Regions from separate parts of the Sparus aurata genome. Here region 2 is linked to region 1. Evidence: chromatin contacts called from public Hi-C data. All regions are on one chromosome and are shown on one strand. Each heading gives the region's core, a stretch centred on a gene start, on an enhancer-like site or on the middle of the called end of the contact. The rest is flanking DNA. Distances are from core to core; before and after follow the strand shown. Region 1 holds the start of prorsd1 (prolyl-tRNA synthetase domain containing 1). Region 2 holds the start of LOC115596458 (clathrin heavy chain linker domain-containing protein 1).

Region 1 (7,783 bases), core at 701-3,200:
GATTAAAAAGGTGCCCAAACTTTTGTACATACCATTTTTTACATTTTATTTTATCATAATAAAACTCTAAGAATTTTGGTCTGGGAAACACTTAAATGTCCACATCTCTGTAGGAAATCAAATCTTGTTGCTGTGATCTTCTCTTATAAAGTTAGAGCAAATTATCATGAAATCTCAGAGGGGTGCCCAAACTTTTGCACACCACTGTATCTGTGTGTGAGTGTTTTCCTCTGAAGACGTCTCTACAGAAACTCACTGACAACACAGAGACAATACAATCACTATAAAACACACTCACACACACATGATTCAGATCCTTTCAGTTAAACTACATCAGATTTAAACTACGTCACTGTTCACAACCTCACACCTCAACCTTTACTTTGTTAGCATGCTAACATGAGCTAATCATCTGCTGAGGCTGATGATGTCATCAGTGGTGCAGGTGTTGTATTGGCGCACGAACATGGTGACCTGATGACGTCAGAATCATTAGACTCTAACATGTTTTGCTTTCTCCAGTTCAAGTTCTGAGAAATCTGAAGTGGTTTGATTGGACACTTCCTCCAGCAGTGCAGTCTGGGAGTTGTAGTTGCTGTCCACTGTTTTGTCTCTTCAGCCTTCCTGCTCGGCCTCAGTAGTTTGTGACTTTGTGTTTCTGTGTTGTGTTTGAAGATGAGCAGCTCCGTCTGAGATAATCTTTGGATTATGATTTGATCTGCAGCCTCAGAGGACTAAAGAATCGGACCCTGTCCCCGTCTCGCTGCACTTTTGGCCCTCTGATGCCGCTTTCGACCCAAATCTCTCCGTTTTATAACGTTCATTTGTTAAAGAGCAGCAGGTTCAGCTGCGACACTGACCTGCTGTCTGTATTAAACTGGGTCATTGTGCAGAATTAATGCTTCATCCATTATGGACGAGTGTGTTTCATAACACAAGGCATTCAGGTTAAAGTGGGCCGTGACAACATGTCCTTCAGAGGGTCGTTCTCTGTGACGGACCTCAGTACCTCCTGAACATAAAGAACCTTTAGGTGATGAACAGCACCAGGCTGTCTGGGTCGATGTCTGCTGGCTCCTTCAGTTTTTTACATTCATTTGTTAATATAATTTAATAAAAACTTATTGTTCATCAATATTTGAATGTCCATTTTCACTTGTATATTTACAGCTCGACCAGACGGCTGCCTGCTCAATATCCAGAGCAGAAGGTTCAATATGTTAATATATTAATATTATCATATCATTATTATATCATTATATAATAATAAGTTAAGATGGAAAATGGTTTAATGGAAAGAGTAAAAATGTACATTTTAAAATTAAAATAAATATTGTTTTAACTTTTGAAAGATATATTTTAGTAAAAAAGAAATTAAGAAATAAAGAAAAAAATAAATAAATACGTAACTTTTAATATATGAAAATAATTTATAAATAAAGAAAAGTTATATTTTTTACTAGTGAGACCTGTGTAAAGAATAACTAAATGAATAGAATAAAAATGGTAATCAATAATAATAATAATAATACATATGTTAATGTTTGATAAACATACAAAAATAATAATAAAATAGGCAGAAAGAATAAAAATCCAAGAATATTCTGTATAATGATATTCTGTATTCAGAGACTAAGACTGACCATGTAAATCAATACATTATAGACTCATCAATACATTATAGACTCATCGATACATCATAGACTCATCGATACATTATAGACTCATCAATACATCATAGACTCATCGATACATTATAGACTCATCGATACATTATAGACTCATCGATACATTGTAAACATCCTTGTTCAGGGTTATCGATGTTATAACGTTTATAACATCGATAACCTTTTATAGTATAAACCAACAGAGCGACAGCAGCCTGTTCTGTGGGAGTCACTTCACTTCCGTCCAGCAGGGGGCAGCATCGTGTCTGACCCAGCTTCTTCTTCTTCTTCTCCTTCTTCTTCTCCTCTTCCTGTCGCAGCAGCTGTGTCTTCTTCTTCGGTTCCTCCTAATTCATTTAAAAACACGTTTAGCTTTGAGATGTCGGCAGATCTGCGGACGCAGCTGGAGAAACATCTGGAGGCGCTGAACATCCAGACGACCTGTGTGGACCACCCGCCGGTAAACAGCTCCGACTGTCTCTGGACCGGAACACAGTCCGAACCAGAACACAGTCCGAACTTCTTCGTCGCAAACATGGTTTTATTCTGACAGTTTTAAAGTAAAGAAACATTTATGACAGGAAACCAACGCTCGAAGCAAACGAATGATAATAACAGTGGTCAAAAACTATTTACCCTCCGGGCGGAAACACCTGGCCGCACAAAGGTTCCTACTGATAACATTCGCTTCTGATAACGACACCTGATCACATCATTCACAGTCACGCTGTGGCAGAAAACACACACCTGTAGGACGCGCTTCATTCAGCAACCTGAGTGACTCTTCTGTTCAGATGAAGCTTTGGTGCTGCTGTGTTTCTCTACACTGTCAGTGGACACGTGGACGCAGTCAGTAGTTGTCATTTTAATTAAAGGGAAGATCTGCTGGCTGAAACCTGGACGCCGGATCTTCCGTCAGATCAGTAGAAGCTGATGCGCTGTGAGGACGCGTTCCTCCCGTCACGGCTCTGCGCGTCAGGGCGGGGAGTCTGAGAAACGAGACGTTTTTGAACGGGATCTGGGATTTCAGTCTCCAGACTTATAGCGTCACGTGAAGTAAACTAACGATCTGCTTCTGAAGTGCAACATCCACAAACTCCCGCAGCTTTCTGACAGTTTGTAACAAGTTTAACACTTTGTATTTGTTTCGACAGTCTGGTTTAATAACCGGTGTGGACCTTTCTGCTGCACGGACCACCTGTGACCTGCAGGGGGCGACACAGCACCACCTGTGTGCACCACCTGCAGGGGGCGACACAGCACCACCTGTGTGCACCACCTGCAGGGGGCGACACAGCACCACCTGTCGCTGTCTGCTGCAGCTCAGACTGTCTCTGCTTCACTCTCTCATTTCTAACAACTTTACAAGTTTCTTTGTTCGACCTTCGCAACAAAACAACATTTATCAAAACAAAGATAACTCGAAACAAAGAGACTTTGTATTTCTGCCCGTCCTCACACAGTTAAATGTCATTTGTATATCTTGGCATTATCAGAACAATTTATAAAACAATTGATTCCAACTATAGAATCTTTAAATTGAAGATATTGTGCCTAAAAACCTTAATGTTGATTAACGTTCATATTATATTTACTGTTAAACATCAACATGTTGGGATTTTGGATACTTTTAATAATTTTAAAAAGCTATGATTGAACGAATGATCTTGTGAAGCCAGTTTCTATTGAAAAAAATAACAGTTGGTATAAACGTTAAAAAAGCAGCACAGCGATCTCCAACGTGCTCCAGCTTCATACGCAGGTTTGAGGTTTCAGAAGTGAACTGGTGTCGATGTCCATTGAATTAAATTAATTTGACTAAATGTAATCTGGTGAGGACGTGTTGCTTCATCATGTGTTCATGTATTTTACTGTGTTGGATTGATAATCATCTTTAAAACGCTATGTTGTTCTAATAAAAATGATGTAAATAAGAAAATCAAAGATTGAAACAGCTGGCTGAAGTCTGAGGGCGTGTGAACAATGATTGATCATGGTTGTGATCAGATTAATTGTGATGTCATTTCCTGTCCAGATTTGAGGCCCCCTGATTTAAAGATGTCACTCTGTTTCCTCTCAGATCGGTTATTTTGTGAAAGATTAATTAACTAATTCATTAATTAATTAACTGATTGAACTGAAGTTGAAGCTCAACACAAACGCAGACAGTGATCAGTGTGTCGTGATGTCATCATCCCTCGCAGGTGTTCACGGTGGAGGAGATGATGCCCCACCTGCAGGACGTGGGCGGAGCCGTCACTAAGAACCTCTTCCTGAAGGACAAGAAGAAGAAAGGCCTGTGGCTGGTGTCGGCCCGCCACGACCGCCAGGTCAGCTCACACCAGCCGCCACCAGCACGTGTCTCTGCTGCGTCCTCGCCACAGGCCTACGACTAGAACATGATAGATCGTAAACCCAAAGATGGAGCCGGATCTGTCCAAATAACAAATTGTTCTTCTCAAAGTAACTGTCAGAAAGTAGCAAATGGATAAAAAAATATTCATCAACAGTCAAAGAGAAACAGAAAGAAACAATAAATAACAGACCACATAAATCAGAAACAGAACACAAGATCAACAACACACAGAAAGTGAAACTGTTCTGAGATCAGCTATCTTCTATCTTTAAATGCCAACGCTGAATCACAGCGGCGGCTGAACTGATCCCTGATGGTTCTGTGAGCAGATCAATATGTCTCCTTCATGTCGTGTGGAGCACTGATCAGATCAATATGTCCGTCTGACTCACCTGTACGTCGACCCTTCAGAGGCCACTGCACTGAACCACAGACTGGAAGAAACTGAGAAAAAAAAACTGAGAAATGTTGTTTAGTTTGCGTTTACTTCCTGGTTACGCTGCCCACTGAGCATGTGCAGTAGTGTTTCTCCTACTGGCTCCGCCCATAATCTTTACATGATGATGTCACAGAGTTTATAATCAGAGTGTCAGTGGAGCTTGTTGTCATAAAAGTAGCGACGCCGCTGTCTGAAAGTAGCTTCATGTGAGGTTCAGGTCCCATAATCCTCTCTGTTCCTCTTCAGGTGAACCTCAACGACCTCGCCAAGAAGCTCGGTGTTGGCAGCGGCAACCTGCGCTTTGCAGACGAGGCGGCCATGTTGGAGAAGCTGAAGGTGACACAGACCCCAGATCAATGCTGAGGTGTCCTCAGATACCGGTCCAGTCAGACACCGGTCCAGTCAGACATCGGTCCAGTCAGACACCGGTCCAGTCAGATACCAGTCCAGTCAGACACCGGTCCAGTCAGTCAGACACCGGTCCAGTCAGACACTGGTCCAGTCAGACACCGGTCCAGTCAGATACCGGTCCAGTCAGATACCGGTCCAGTCAGACACCGGTCCAGTCAGATACCGGTCCAGTCAGACACCGGTCCAGTCAGACATCGGTCCAGTCAGACACCGGTCCAGTCAGACACCGGTCCAGTCAGTCAGACACCGGTCCAGTCAGACACTGGTCCAGTCAGACACCGGTCCAGTCAGATACCGGTCCAGTCAGATACCGGTCCAGTCAGACACCGGTCCAGTCAGATACCGGTCCAGTCAGACACCGGTCCAGTCAGATACCGGTCCAGTCAGATACCGGTCCAGTCAGACACCGGTCCAGTCAGATACCGGCCCAGTCAGACACCGGTCCAGTCAGACACCGGTCCAGTCAGATACCGGTCCAGTCAGTCAGACACCGGTCCAGTCAGACACCGGTCCAGTCAGTCAGACACCGGTCCAGTCAGATACCGGTCCAGTCAGTCAGACACCGGTCCAGTCAGACACCGGTCCAGTCAGTCAGACACCGGTCCAGTCAGATACCGGTCCAGTCATACACCGGTCCAGTCAGTCAGACACCGGTCCAGTCAGATACCGGTCCAGTCAGATACCGGTCCAGTCAGACACCGGTCCAGTCAGATACCGGTCCAGTCAGACACCGGTCCAGTCAGACATCGGTCCAGTCAGATACCGGTCCAGTCAAACACCGGTCCAGTCAGATACCGGTCCAGTCAGATACCGGTCCAGTCAGTCAGACACCGGTCCAGTCAGTCAGACACCGGACCAGTCAGTCACCGGTCCAGTCAGACACCGGTCCAGTCAGATACCAGTCCAGTCAGACACCGGTCCAGTCAGACACCGGTCCAGTCAGATACCGGTCCAGTCAGACATCGGTCCAGTCAGATACCGGTCCAGTCAGTCAGACACCGGTCCAGTCAGACATCGGTCCAGTCAGATACCGGTCCAGTCAGACACCGGTCCAGTCAGATACCAGTCCAGTCAGACACCGGTCCAGTCAGACACCGGTCCAGTCAGATACCGGTCCAGTCAGATACCGGTCCAGTCAGACACCGGTCCAGTCAGATACCGGTCCAGTCAGTCAGACACCGGTCCAGTCAGACATCGGTCCAGTCAGATACCGGTCCAGTCAGACACCGGTCCAGTCAGATACCGGTCCAGTCAGTCAGACACCGGTCCAGTCAGACACCGGTCCAGTCAGACATCGGTCCAGTCAGATACCGGTCCAGTCAGACACCGGTCCAGTCAGTCAGACACCGGTCCAGTCAGACACCGGTCCAGTCAGATACCGGTCCAGTCAGACACCGGTCCAGTCAGACATCGGTCCAGTCAGTCAGACACCGGTCCAGTCAGATACCGGTCCAGTCAGTCAGACACCGGTCTAGTCAGACACCGGTCCAGTCAGACACCGGTCCAGTCAGTCAGACACCGGTCCAGTCAGTCAGACACCGGTCCAGTCAGATATCGGTCCAGTCAGTCAGACACCGGTCTAGTCAGACACCGGTCCAGTCAGACACCGGTCCAGTCAGTCAGACATCGGTCCAGTCAGTCAGACACCGGTCCAGTCAGATATCGGTCCAGTCAGTCAGACACCGGTCCAGTCAGACACCGGTCCAGTCAGACACCGGTCCAGTCAGTCAGACACCGGTCCAGTCAGACACCGGTCCAGTCAGATACCGGTCCAGCCAGTCAGACACCGGTCCAGTCAGATACCGGTCCAGTCAGACACCGGTCCAGTCAGACATCGGTCCAGTCAGATACCGGTCCAGTCAGACACCGGTCCAGTCAGATACCGGTCCAGTCAGTCAGACACCGGTCCAGTCAGATACCGGTCCAGTCAGTCAGACACCGGTCTAGTCAGACACCGGTCCAGTCAGTCAGACACCGGTCCAGTCAGACACCGGTCCAGTCAGATACCGGTCCAGCCAGTCAGACACCGGTCCAGTCAGATACCGGTCCAGTCAGATACCGGTCCAGTCAGACACCGGTCCAGTCAGATACCGGTCCAGTCAGATACCGGTCCAGTCAGTCAGACACCGGTCCAGTCAGACACCGGTCCAGTCAGACACCGGTCCAGTCAGTCAGACACCGGTCCAGTCAGACACCGGTCCAGTCAGATACCGGTCCAGTCAGACACCGGTCCAGTCAGACACCGGTCCAGCCAGTCAGACACCGGTCCAGTCAGATACCGGTCCAGTCATACATCGGTCCAGTCAGACACCGGTCCAGTCAGATACCGGTCCAGTCAGACACCGGTCCAGTCAGACACCGGTCCAGTCAGATACCGGTCCAGTCAGACACCGGTCCAGTCAGATACCGGTCCAGTCATACATCGGTCCAGTCAGACACCGGTCCAGTCAGATACCGGTCCAGTCAGATACCGGTCCAGTCAGACACCGGTCCAGTCAGACACCGGTCCAGTCATACATCGGACCAGTCAGATACCGGTCCAGTCAGACATCGGACCAGTCAGACACCGGTCCAGTCAGACACCGGTCCAGTCATACATCGGTCCAGTCAGATACCGGTCCAGTCAGACACCGGTCCAGTCATACATCGGACCAGTCAGATACCGGTCCAGTCAGACACCGGTCCAGTCATACATCGGTCCAGTCAGATACCGGTCCAGTCAGACACCGGTCCAGTCATACATCGGTCCAGTCAGACAGCGGTCCAGTCAGACACCGGTCCAGTCAGACATCGGTCCAGCCAGTCAGACATCGGTCCAGTCAGACATCGGTCCAGTCAGATACCGGTCCAGTCAGATACCGGTCCAGTCAGATACCGGTCCAGTCAGATACACCTGTTGTTGTTTGTGGA
Region 2 (7,783 bases), core at 3,878-6,377, 170 kb after region 1:
TAAGTTTGACATTTAATCAGTGTTGGATGTCTTGTGATTGGCGGTCCAGTCGAGGACGTGAGCTACGCTAATCAATACAAATTTATGAAAAACCATGTGACTTAACATTTTCCATTTCCCCCTTACCTAATAATCTGAAGCTTGTCAAGATAGTTGGCTATCTTACAGTGCTAGTTCTTAAACTAGCGATAAACTAGCAAGGGAGTGCTAAGCCTGTTCCTGTTCACTAAAATGTGTAGGCTGGTTAACTTTGGCTCCTTCTGCCGATTTTTCACCTGGCCAATCAGATTATTTCTAATACTCTAATTAAGAATATTTGGGAAATTGATATAGAAAGTGGTTAGCCTAGCTTAGCACAAAGACTGGAAGCGAGGTAAAACTGTTAGCCTAGCACCATCAAAAGAATTTTCTGTAATCTATATGAAATTTTAAAGTGTAAAAATGAGATGTAAGATAAAACACATCTAGGCTAGCAGTTTCCCCTGCTTCCAGTCTTTATGCTAACGAGGCTAATCACATATGGACCTCTTTTGATTTAAACCTAAAATGTTGAAGTGTTCCTTCAGCGGTTTGTGCTGACTTCTCTCCTGAGCAGCAGGACGACATGTGATTGGCTCTCAGTCACTTTTGACCTTTTACCAACAATTCAAACAAACTAAAATATATCAGGAAGTCATCAGAACAAACCTGTGTGTGTGTGTGTGTGTGTGTGTGTGAGAGAATGAGTCGTTCATACAGTAGCTATTTAAGAGCAGTAACTTAGTGTTTCCTCTGTAATAAATATGTCAGAGAAGCTCAGTATATAGAATAATCTCTAATATGTAAATCATTAATGTTCTTTGTTTTGGTGGTGTTGTTGTTTGTACAGCATCTGGTTCGGTGCCTTATGAGTTTACCAAGGAAATGAAACTCTGTATACAGTCAGTCTGTCCAATGTAACGATTTTTAAGTAAATAACCTTATTTTAGTACACAAACTCCCAGCGTCCTCTCTGATTCTTTCCCCTGCTGCAGCTGCCGTCTCCTTTGTTTTATGATGGAAGACCGAACATTTCCCAACATTAGAAAGAAAGAAAATGGTGAAAAGTTTGTCGCCCGACAAATGTTGTGTATAAAGGAAATTAAAATTCTGTGATTTTGTGTAAATTCTGTCTCCTTAGATCAGGTAGTGATGTGTCTCTCCTGCAGACTGTGATCACAGCAGACGAGCTGATGGAGACTTCTGATTTTGCTGTAAATGATATAAAGTGTATAGATCTTTACTTTTTAAAAGGCAGTTTGGTGAAGAACATCACACAAGTATGACAATCTTCCAGAATTTGATGCATGTTGTTATATTCAATTGCAGAATACTGATTAATCTCCTAATTATAAATCTGATCGACTGTATGATTTCATTCAGCTTGAATGGTAACTTAAATTGGGGATAAATCAGGATTTATGTTCTGAATTTTCAGCTCATCTTTGACTTAATTCTTAATTTTGAGTTGAAAGATGTTAAAATTATTTTTCTCAGCATCACATTTGATTATTTTGATATATATTATATATCACAACAATATAATATATATTTGATCTTTTTTTTTAGTTTATATAATTTTAATATAAGCTGCATGTAACTCCCTGCAGGCTTCTTTCCAGATGTTTGATTGCAGCTCCACCTGGTGGACAACTCCTGCTGCTGCATCTCAACGCAGGAACCAGATGTGGGAATCCTTTTTTACCAGATCGTACAGGAGAAAACTTGTTTATCTCATCCAGCACCGCTTTGATCTCATCAGCCCAGCTGTTTGTAATTTGGAGGGTTTAGCAGAGTTACTTATTTCATTAAGGTCGGTAACCTTTAAAGACTAAAGAAAATACAAATGCTACTGTTTTCAAACTAAGATGTCCTTAACCCTCTGGTATAATTGGCCGTTTTTGATTTTGTCATATTTCACCTTTAAAACTGTTTATTTTGTCTCATTTTCAGCATAACCTCACGAGTGACCGTACAGTTTTTTCATTTTGACAAATTATATTAACACAATGGATCTAAAATCAAATACAATCTGAGTAGGAAAAAGTTATTTTAATAGGAAAGCCACAAATATGTTAAATGTAAATCACCGTTTCATACCTCATACGGATCACCGTAACATTAATACAATACTCTTCCAATTCGTATTGAACTTTAATTTCATACCAGTATTCTGGTTGAAACATTATGCTTCCTTTTTTCCTACCATCCTGTTACGTCATTTAGATTCCTGCGGAGCCAGCAGACTGTTTGTCACATGGTACTCAACACAGGTGGGTTTACTCTTCAGTATTGAGCCATCAGCCACGCTGGACCGTTAAGATGTTTATTTTTACTGATTCACCTTGTAGATTGATCCTTCCATTCAAATTTCAGAAATTTGAATGGAAGGATCAAACATTTCTTTGAAATTGTTTTAACTGCTGAATCTCAGGACAACTGACATAATTCTGTACCATAAAGCTGTCACATCAAACTAATGATTCCACAAACGTAGACAGACATGTTGAGTTGGTTGCGCTTATTAAAATCTCTACTTGCAAATAAGATGCGTTCATGTTTTGCGTACCATCAGGCAGCAGCATGCAACTCACCATCTTCACCAGCTGGACAGAATTGGTTTAACCCAGAATATTTGAATCCAAAAGTTAAGTTATTAAAATGCTGTTCAAGTCCACAATCCAAGTTTAGTTAACATGATCTTTGTGACCCAACACTCAGTTCAGCTCCATCACGGTAAACTTGATGGAAAAGACTGAAACATCCACACTGTAAAACATAAACCCTCCCGACTGTCAGGTAATAAATTGAACACAGATTCTTTGAGTTGTGTCAAATGTTTCCGTCTTTATTAAACACCTTCACTCTGTCTACTTGTCCTCAGGCTTGTTGAAGCAGTAGGTGAGGCAGCACTTCCCGCAGTAGTGACGGTCAAAGTGGCTCGCCATGAAGACGCCGGCGCCACACTCGTCAGCGGGACACTCGCGTCTCAGCCGGTGGATTTTACCATTCTCATCAACCTGCACATAAAATACAAAATGACACTTTAGAGCTCAAGCAGTTGTTTCTTCAGACCAAAAAATAAGTTCAACTAAGTTTCTGCTTCTTTAACTCGTCTTTAACTAAAAGTTTCATGATTGAGATTGGACACTCATTTGACATTAAATCAAAAAGTTTAGTAAAGACTGTTTGGAGCCAAAGTGGTCGGGTCTGAAGAGATTTAGCCAACGTGATGTTGGCACACAGACTGAAGTGTCCTCTAAAACATCTGATGCTCAACAGACAGTAACCAGCTGATACCGGCAGGATGAAACAAGTCGTACCTTGTAGTACTTGAGCACAGCGAGCTTGACCTTCTTCCTCTTGTGCTTGTTCTTCTTGGGGGTGGTGTAAGACTTCTTCTTCCTCTTCTTAGCACCACCTCTCAGCCTCAGCACCAAGTGCAGAGTTGACTCCTGACAGCGAGGAAATACACGTCAAGTCAGATTTATACAGCATTGAATTGCTAACTCTAAATGACCAGAAGATCAATTAATGACAATTTCTGCCAATTTATTCTCAAAGGTCCAGTAGAGTTAGTCACATCAGTTACTGATATGCATGACTTGAACTCAACCGTATTTTTACAGCAGCTTCTGAACTCCTCACAGGATCAAATATTAGTCCAACGTCTGCAGTCAAACCTCAGGACTCTCGGCTCACCTTCTGGATGTTGTAGTCGGACAGCGTGCGTCCGTCCTCCAGCTGCTTTCCGGCAAAGATCAACCTCTGCTGATCAGGAGGGATACCTGTAAATACAAACACAGGTGTTTCACAGGTTTAAATTTAAATCCATCTGCAGCTTCACAAAAATTAGCTAGTATTGACAGTTTCATATAAAAACTGATACATAAAACCGTACAACTAAAAGGAACCAATTCAAAGTTGATTTGACTTTATAAAGAAAAGTTCATCTTGAGCTGAGAGCAATTCCTCCAAATCCTCATCCTTCTAAAACCTGAAATACTGATGGTGATGTAAAGTCAGCAAGTGTTGACTGGCTGGTTTGTTAAATGTCTCGATCTGTTCTTAAACCGCCTCCGACATTCAGTTTAAAGATCTGAACCAAAAATAGAAACTCCTCACATTTAACAAATCTAAAACTTTTAACCATTCCCCTGAGCAGCTACAAGGTTTTCAGCTGTACAGAGAGAACATTCATCATCTGAGGATGTATTTCATATCTGACGGGTCACTCACCCTCTTTGTCCTGGATTTTGGCCTTGACATTTTCAATAGTATCTGAAGGCTCAACCTGCAGAAGAAGAAGAGGTCAGACATGACAAGTTCTTTCGGTCAGAGCTCTGATCACGTGTTGTACAGACTACAGAAGTATAACATTCCATCAACGTATCATGTTATCTGGAGAGACAAACAGGCGCGTTGCGGAGCAGACAGCGGCGGCGCTGCTACACGTGTTTACGGTGCTTTGGGTGACTGCTAACAGCTAACAGCTAGCTTAGCCACTTGGTTTCGATGCAACAGTAACGCTCGATAGCGCTCACTTTGCTTGAGTTCAAACAAACACCGCCACCGTCGGACGTGATATTAACTAATCTTGGGATTTAATGTAGAGATTTAGCCCATTTCAACGCTAAAATAAACTTGGTCAAACTGCGGCCACCGACAGCCGGATCCCTCCATCACAGTCCGGCTCACCCACCTCGAGGGTTATGGTCTTCCCCGTGAGGGTTTTGACGAAAATCTGCATCCTGGCGTTCGTCCACCTTCACAAGAGACACAAGTAAGACTTCAGACATGTAGTTTAAACTGAAACACGCTGTCAAAAATGGTTATTTATGAGAATAAGGAGCAGAAACACAGAGCTCCATCTTACCACAGGCTCACTCCTAATGGCGGATCATGAGAAGAGGGCTTTCGGAGCGAGCGACGGGGTTTTCTGCTCGCGTTTGCACGGCTTAGGTGACCATCAGGGTGCCTGATCAAAAATATACACAAATATTACGGTTTGTTGTCTTTCAGCGTCTTTTGTCACCTTACCGGAATTAATATGAGTCGACAATATATTTCACAATCCAAAATGCAATTAATTTATTTGTATATTTAAAAACACTGTAACCATAGCAACTGGGAGTGTTTGCAAATGGCTGCCCGGAAGGAGCAAAAGTGAAAAGCTAGCCTCAAAATATAAGTTAATAACGATGTCTGAGGCAGCAAACAACTGTAGCGTGTCCTCAGGAGAGAAAGACAGACATTCAACACCCGACATCTTGATGAGTGACAGTGACGACATGTTTTTTCAGTCTCTGTATGAGTTTATGGAACACGAGAAACAGTTCCTGCAGTGTCCAGCAGAGGGCCCGGACGAGCTCCGCTACATCATCTACCGCTCTGCGTTCAACAAGGTATTTTATTTATTCACTTACTTACTTACTCTAATTTAACCCAGTAATGGGAGGCGTTTTCAATTACTAATACATAATAAATTATGCATTTTCCAGCTAATCCACGAGGCTTTACAAGAGTTTGTTCAGCTTCAGAAGAATCACTTTGTCAACACGTGAAGCTGAAACACATTCAACAGCAACAATGTGAGAACGTTACTGGACAGAAGGAGATAGAAAACTGTAATCTGTAAAGTGTCTAGATTCTAAAGCTGTTTGATACATGTAGTACAAGTACAGTATTGAATCTGAGATGTGTTGGAGTAACAGTATAAACTTACATTAAATGCAAATGTTCAGGTAAAAAAGAAGTACGTTAGATTTTCATGACATAAATTACTTACAGTACATGTGCTTAGTTACATTAAACCTCTTTATAAAAGGCACATTTACATTTAGCTTTTGTCCAAAGTGTACATAGTACATTTGTCACAAGAGAGAAACCATGACATCACCGTCCCTTAAGAAAGAAAAGGTAGAAACCGTTTTCAAGCCCTCGTCTGAGCACCATTCAAAAGAGCTTTATGTATCTCAGTTACAATATATTTTAACTATAAACACGTTTTTAGATTTGAGCTTGTGAAACTTCAAGTTGGTTGTACCTATGCCTTTTTCTATTAAAAGGAAAGTAAAAAAATTGTGGAACGGTTTGTTTTACTTTGTCATATATATTGATATGCATACTACAGCACAGGGTTGCTGTATTAGTGTTGTTAAAAGTACCCAGATGTCATACTTTGGTAAAAAAAGATTTGGAGTTCAAATATTACTTTGATAGAAGTGAAAGTTACCCCTTGGATAGCACTGGAGTCAAAGTATTTCAGCATCAAAACTATACTGTATAGTTAGTCCTGGAACATTATTGGATCTTATACCATGGTCTGGGGGAATACTGGATTCTGATTGGCTGCAGGGTGTCCATTAACCCCTGATATATGGACACCTACTAAGTAGTTCCAGTCAAATTGACTGTTCACCGCTGTAAATTAATGCGCTAGCTGGCGTATCAGATCTGAATATGTTATTTCCAGCACTGACTTCAGTCCGTCAGTCCTTCAGTGTCTTATCCTCTGAACACCACAGGGTGGCGACTGTAACACACAAGCTGCAGAAAGTTCACTTCCCCTCTAAACTTACTGATACGTGAATAATCTCACATCCCGTTCTCTGTTCGGCTCTCTGCCTCAGGCTGCGGCCACAGTAACGTTACACACGGCCGGTCATTTGTTCGTGAAAATCTTGCTATTGATTTGGGGACAATGACATGACTGGTTAGCAAGCTAGTCTTGTTAGCTAGCATACTGTCAAATTATATTTACTGTTTGTCAACCGTGCGCAATGTTATTGACTTTGAATCTTGCTAGCATAGCGTTAGCTTTCTGGCTCATCGCTGAGCGGACTAGAATATCTGCAGTTGCCAAGTCGTATCTATGATCCGTCCTGTTTACTGGAGGAGTGAACAACGTCTCCGTTGCATAAGAATCTTATGGGAGAGTAATGATTGTTCCAGTTATTAGTCAAACCCTCAGGCGTTACCAGGGAAACGTAGTTATGGCATGTGAAAAACTTTATATTTTGATTGTAAGACGCATGAAAATGTAAATTAATGGTCCGAATTTCTTTTCTTTGGCAAGTGACCATGGTATAAGCGGGATAATGTCCGACGAGGTGTCCATAAACAGGAGTTATAGGCCTCCGCGTCGTCCATTAACTCCTGTTTATGGACACCTCGTCGGACATTATCCCTTACTTATATTCAGCATTTTTATGATTATCACAATCAGTAGCCCCATTCACACTTTTGGGTGCGGCTTTAGTATGCCATTTCTCCGCCTCCGAGAGTTTCACACTGAGACGGAGGCAGAGAAATGGCATACTAAAGCCGCACCCAAAAGTGTGAATGGGGCTACTGATTGTGATAATCATAAAAATGCTAGGGGTGAAATTTCGCCCCGGCGCTGATCCGCCTCTGGAGGTCGTATCAGGGCCGCATTATTGGAGAACTGAACCAGTGTGAACAGATAAGCCGGCTTCACTTACGGGGGCGTGTCGACCGGACCGTCGTTAACTACACAGGTCCTCCACTCAACTAAATACAGAGAAATTTCCCACAAAGCAACGTTACAGGACCGAACAAAAGTAACGTCGTGACTGAAAAAAATACTGCAGATATACGCGGAGAAGCGTCTGTCCTCCTGTCTGCCCCCCCGTCTGCCCTCCTGTCTCACCTCCTGTCTGCCCCCCCGTCTGCCCTCCTGTCTCCCCTCCTGTCTGCCCCCCCGTCTGTCCTCCTGTCTGTCCTCCTGTGTGTCCTCCTGTCT

Evidence for each region. A called contact is a pair of places that touch in the nucleus more often than the background predicts.
Region 2: a contact with region 1 is called in a Hi-C map of an unstated tissue, with 4 times the contacts expected there. The contact joins the promoter of LOC115596458 here to the promoter of prorsd1 in region 1. A contact is called at or near these places in 2 of 2 Hi-C or Micro-C datasets (skeletal muscle and an unstated tissue).

The regions. Positions count from the first base shown.
Region 1 is chr15:31,592,872-31,600,654 of fSpaAur1.1, forward strand. It overlaps prorsd1 (prolyl-tRNA synthetase domain containing 1), which reads left to right and starts at 1,951. Exons shown (of 4, transcript XM_030440863.1): 1 at 1,951-2,127; 2 at 3,872-3,997; 3 at 4,709-4,798. The coding sequence starts at 2,047. LOC115596075 (a long non-coding RNA gene) reads left to right here and starts at 2,586. Exons shown (of 2, transcript XR_003986841.1): 1 at 2,586-2,723; 2 at 2,822-3,606.
Region 2 is chr15:31,761,188-31,768,970 of fSpaAur1.1, forward strand. It overlaps LOC115596458 (clathrin heavy chain linker domain-containing protein 1), which reads left to right and starts at 5,128. Exons shown (of 11, transcript XM_030441588.1): 1 at 5,128-5,423. The coding sequence starts at 5,220. It overlaps rps27a (ribosomal protein S27a), which reads right to left and starts at 4,987. Exons shown (of 6, transcript XM_030441591.1): 1 at 4,895-4,987; 2 at 4,721-4,784; 3 at 4,258-4,312; 4 at 3,721-3,806; 5 at 3,342-3,473; 6 at 2,846-3,038. The coding sequence starts at 4,768. The coding sequence ends at 2,889. It overlaps LOC115596459 (bone morphogenetic protein receptor type-1A), which reads left to right. Exons shown (of 13, transcript XM_030441590.1): 13 at 1-976.